Linked DNA regions of Mus musculus: region 1 is linked to region 2. A link is a contact called in public Hi-C data. All regions are on one chromosome and are shown on one strand. The core of a region is the stretch at or near the end of the contact, and the rest is flanking DNA. Distances in the headings are between cores, read along the strand shown. Region 1 has its middle 130 kb from the start of Rgs1. Region 2 holds the start of Rgs1 (regulator of G-protein signaling 1).

The links. Hi-C and Micro-C count contacts between places; a contact is called where the count stands out from the background.
Region 1: a Hi-C map of bone marrow-derived macrophages shows a contact between it and region 2, with 34 read pairs. The contact joins the enhancer-like site here to the promoter of Rgs1 in region 2. A contact is called at or near these places in 2 of 39 promoter capture datasets (cancer-associated fibroblasts and macrophages), 4 of 15 datasets of contacts at CTCF or cohesin (CD8 T cells, the G1E-ER4 cell line, large pre-B cells and 1 more), 14 of 484 Hi-C or Micro-C datasets (the C2C12 cell line, the CH12 cell line, the G1E-ER4 cell line and 8 more), 10 of 115 datasets of contacts at active chromatin or transcription factors (the 230-238 cell line, CD8 T cells, the HPC-7 cell line and 7 more) and 4 of 9 other capture datasets (adipose tissue, bone marrow-derived macrophages, liver and 1 more).

The regions. Positions count from the first base shown.
Region 1 is chr1:144,378,820-144,381,519 of GRCm38.p6, forward strand. No RefSeq gene overlaps it. Among named protein-coding and RNA genes, the nearest start is that of Rgs1, 130 kb to the left of the region's middle. Within about 2 kb of position 1,387, at least 3 of the 459 cell types and tissues checked have an H3K27ac peak or open chromatin away from gene starts, as enhancers often do. A contact at or near this core is called in Th17 cells and bone marrow-derived macrophages, where this site is marked.
Region 2 is chr1:144,247,851-144,250,550 of GRCm38.p6, forward strand. It overlaps Rgs1 (regulator of G-protein signaling 1), which reads right to left and starts at 1,254. Exons shown (of 5, transcript NM_015811.2): 1 at 1,051-1,254; 2 at 629-709; 3 at 56-117. The coding sequence starts at 1,187.

The sequences.
Region 1 (2,700 bases), core at 137-2,636, 130 kb after region 2:
ATCATATCACTTTATGTCAATACAGGAAATGGGGAAAACATAGAAAGAGAAATAAAATTGCAAAATGCACAGAATAAATCATATCATTTGCAAAGGATGATTACAGATGCAGAACATAAAAGATTTTATATGTATTTAGTATTAATAAAATAATTCAGGAAGTTGATGACTATAGGCAAGGTATGGAAGCATACCATCTACATTCATTAGTAACAAAGTTAGTAAATAGTAAGACTCAAAAAGTATAAAAGCATTAGATCTAAATTCATGAGTAGACATTTTGAAAGATGCTCTAAGAGAGTCATCTTGAGGAATTAAATAAAAAAAAATATAGGGACCCTCCCACCTTCACAGACTACAATACTCTAAGACTTGTTATTATAACAATGGACAATCGAAGAAAATTGCTTGGCTCAGTTAAATATTGAAACTTTTAAAGTCTTCTCATTTACATTAGTTTCTCTCTCTCCATATATATGTACATATACATATATTTGTACATATATGTATATATATGCATGTATATGTACATATACTTATACACACACACATATATATACATATATATATATGTATGTATGTATATGTATATAATGTGAGTGTTTTAGTGATTTGATTCTCTCCTTGAATCATGTGGGTCTCAAAAATGAAACTCAGATTTTCAGAGCTGATGGCAAATGCCTTTACCTGGGATCCATTATGCTCAAAAACTCCAGTGGGATTTCCAAAGTGAGTTTGCATGTTTATTATAATATATTAAATATATAAAATAATAGGTGTTAATCATTATGAAAGTTTCATGCATGCATGTTATACACTTTGGTTGTACGTTGTTTTAATGTTTTATCTATTTGTTCGTTTATAGGTGGGTTGGGGAAGGGGTGTAAAAATTGGAAAAATATTGATATTCTAGTATGGGATCACTTTTTGTAACCCCATTTGTAGGCTTTTTGTAGATATGTTTTCTGGTGTTTTTACAACTTTCTTCCAATGTGCCTTATCACCTAATAAGTAAGCCTGTCTCTTTGGTCTCTGCATCTCCAAGCACAGGATCATCCAATCATATTGCCTTCTGTCCCTCTTGTAATAATTCACATAATTTTCCACTATGAGTTAAATATCCTGTGTATATTATGAATGATTTTGCATTATAATTCATATTTTATGTATTGGGAAACATAATTTTTATAAAATTGTGAAGTTAAATATATTATATTTTAGCTGATATTTGACATATAATACTAAATATTTAACTTTTATTTATGATATTATTTTCACTGATTGCTAAAGAGGGAAGCGTGTTTGGAAAAAACATGATTTCCATGCGGTTTGAGAAAACTTACAAAGAATTTAAATCTCTAGCATGGATTTTTTTCCTGTACTTTTCTGCCCTCTAGTGGTGATAGAGCAAAGACCAAAGAAATATTCCAAAGGCAAAAGCCAGTTCTTGAAGAAAAGACAGTGCCTTTTTTTGTTTGTTTATTTATTTACACTTCAGATGTTATCCCCCTTCCAAGACCCTCCACAAGACCCATATCCCCTCCTCTTCCTCTCCTCTATGTGGGTACTCCCCCATCTGCCTACTTGAAATTGAAAAGTTTTAAAAATTATAAATCTCTCACTGGTCAATAATGCTCATTGACATAGTGCTGATCGATGCTGTTACTGTGTTGTAACTTAAGCAGATTAAACAAAGGGCTAACACTAAAATAATTTTCATATTGAAAAAAATTGTAAAATATTATACAATAAATTAAAATTATAAAATAATTTATTGACTAACTGTTCACTCTGACATTTACCTTCCAAGCTGTATTTTGATTTTTTGTATGACAATTTCAGAAAGAGGTTCACATTTTAGAGATAGATTCAAGTTAGTATAGCTAAGCCACTTGATAGAGAGTAAATCTTAAATACAAATAACCTCTATCATTTTAAAAGTGTTTTAGTGGCAGAAACTTGTGAAGCCTTTTATCTGTGTTAGTATAGTGGGGACAGAGATTTCACTTTAGACTTACTCGGTAGTGGAAGTCACAGGGAGTGAGATGCTTACAATGAGTGGGTAAGAAGGGGGTGGGGAGCTCCGTGGTGGATTTTCTATGATTGCTGGTGAAATGATGCACTTGAAACTTCCACCTCTGACATCATCAATGCAGTTATACCACATAGTGAATGAATCTGGAATAAGGATGCAAATTCAGCTTCAAGTGGCTACTGCCAGGTCGTCAGTGTCAGGTATGGAAATATCACATTGAAACCCATGCCTTCAGATACTAACTAAAACAATGTTGTATAGAGAAAAGAGGCCTGTGACTGCTAGTGATAAGCACTATTAACAGAAGCTGTTGGGCTACTGAGATGGCTGAGGGGGTAAAAGTGCCTAAGGCCTTGAGTTTCATCCCTGGGACCCATTTGGTGTATCAAGAGAACTGTCTCTGGCAAACTGTCCTCTAACCTCCATTTGCCTGCTGTGGTATGCATGCATTCAACCACACACATTCACACACACATTTGCACACACATAGTCACACACACATTTGCATACACATAGTCACACACACTCACACATAGATGAACACACACATTGATGCACACAGACACACAGAAATAAAGGTTATAGATGATGTTGAGATTATGAAGACTAAGGGGGACTCTTGAAAAAGGATAAAAAAAATTATATTATGATGTGGTCCATGAGAC
Region 2 (2,700 bases), core at 4-2,503:
AACTTATTAAATTATCAAGCTGACCCCAAAACAATGGATAGATAGGAATACTTACTCTGGTTGGCAAGGAGTTTTTCCAGAGACTGAGACCACTGCATTACTTCTTCAGCAGAAAGTCTACAGTTAACAAAAATAATCTAAATTAATAAACTAGTTTTGGAAATCCCACTTGATTTAATAATGGCTACTACATATTGATAACTAAAATTTTTTGTTATGACTTCTATTATTACTTTTATGAATAAAGTTCCTTTTAATCACCATAGTTATGAAAAAAATCTGTCAAGACAGTTAAAATCTAAGTGGATAAATTAGAAAAACACAAATAGAAAACTGATGTGGACATATTAATAATTAATGTTCATTGGCTCTAATATGGGCTAATCTTGTTTGGCTTGTTACCTAAAAGAAATTAACTCCATTGCATGCAGTATTTTTATATGCCTTTTTAAAGTCCAAGGCTTCACTCAAGTCCCCTGCCCATCCCCCTGTCTCAACCTCCAAGTACTGGAATTACAAGAGTAAGCTGGCATGCCTAGACACATGAAGTATCAGTATCATTTGAAGACAACAGTTAGCTTCTAGGATGCTTAGACACTTAGAATATTTCAATATATTCAGTACATACATGTCTTTGGACTTGGCCGATTTCATCCCAGATTCCAGATGTGGGATCATCGATCTCAGGTATGTTTTCACGTCCATTCCACTACAAAAGACACCAAAAATTCATAATTCTCTACAAGAGTTCCCCTTATCTATGAAAAGAACATGAAGCAAACATATCTGAGGAGGAAGGTAATAATAAGACTAGCTAACACAATATTTTAGTATGTTAAAATAGAACTCATTTTTATGAACAACGTCTAGAAAGATTTCCCCAGACTTTCTGGTAACATGATTTATTTTCCAATAAAACTGACTCTCACTTATAAGTCACAGGAGGTAATTGCTCCGCTCTCCATAAACCAAATGCCAGCACTCACGTCCACTTATTCCTACTCCTTTGGCCATAAAAGATAATCAAAGAGACACACTGAAGGAACTTACAAAGTCTTTGGCCTTTTTTTCTGCTTTTTGTCGTCTAGAAGAGAATGGCTGTGTTCTTTCGAATCCTTTGGGCTAGCAGAAAAGAACATTCCTGGCATTTTGTTCAACCTTGGCATGGAGATGGCTGCCGCTCTCATGGTCTTCTCAAAACGAGTGAGTGTCTGTTAGTCTACGACTGCTGCTTTATATAGCGTAAGGCAGACAGGGCACTTGCTGTTCAGGGAGTCTGTTTATCAAGTGATGTTACCACAGGCACGGAAGTTCCTCCTTTCTTGGTGTGTCGTGACGTGTATCTTGAAGAAAAAAAAGTGTACAGGGATGTCTTGTGGTTGAAACTCAACTGAATGAGAGCAGGTCATTTGATTAGGAAGGCAGGAACAAAATTATGCACACACATGCACAAACACACACACACACACACACACACACACACACACACACACAGACACACACAGATATATAGAAGGGGGCCATACACATCTCTGGAGGAAAGGAAGTATCAGCCTTTAGTTTGAGTTAAAACTTTCTTTTTTTTTTCCCTTGAAAACTATATGTTCTGGTCAATGTTACATTTGCTATATTTTCTGTATCACGCAGAAATTCAACAGTAGAGTCCTATCCCTCCCTTCACCTTGATGCTTGGGGTAGTTCTGGAGTATAAAATCATCTGATCACAATGTTTTTTCTCCTTTCTTAAAAATTAAAAGTAGATTTCCTTGTCATATAGTATACTCTGATTACAGCCCCCCCCCTTTAGTTTCTTCTGGCTTCTTCACAATATTTTAAGAGTTCTTCACCACTGCCACCCATATGAAGCAGTATAAGATTAATGTTTTTTTTATACTGACTACTCTGTATCTATCTGGTAAGATGGAGACCTATGGGAGGCTGTCTACACCACTGTGGTGTCTGGAATCTTGCCCATCATTTCCATCACAAGGAACATTCTTGTTAGAATTTTCCAAGGTGTGTACAAAATATTCTACCAGTGACACATAAGATGACCTTAAGGAGCATTCTGTTTTTTAATGCTACTTCTATAATTAGACTATAAGTGATGTGTCACTGTAATTGTGTTCAATAATTAAGATGGCATGGTAAAATTAAAGAAAACCTATGAATAAAAGTGTACCTAACATACAGACCTTACATAATGATAAAGATACCAATCTTTAAAAATAAAGTATCTGAGGGAAAATTCAAAGTAAACTCAGAATTTGTTTGAATAAGTCAATCATTTGTACTAGTTAGGATATAATAATTGAATTTTTTGAAATATCTCCAGAGAGGAAAAATCTAGCTTTAATTGAGATGATTACATTACAAAAATCATTACTCATTGATAAAAATCATGTATCAGAGCAGAGATATTAATGCAATATAACATCTTACAGAGTTTATACAAGATGCATACTATGGCACTTTATAGGATGGCCAACTTTACTTTGGGCAGATTGAATTTTGCCTCTCAATAGAGGGTAGCCTTTATCATAGAAACTTTTGGTGGAATTAGGTAAATTTGACTTAAAAAAAAGAGAGGCATATTAATTTTTCTTTGTCCTTTTTAAAAAATCAGTATGATACACAAAGTCTGTAGTAAACATTTATAGTATTACAACATTCACTATGGTTACGAATGGCTATTTCATA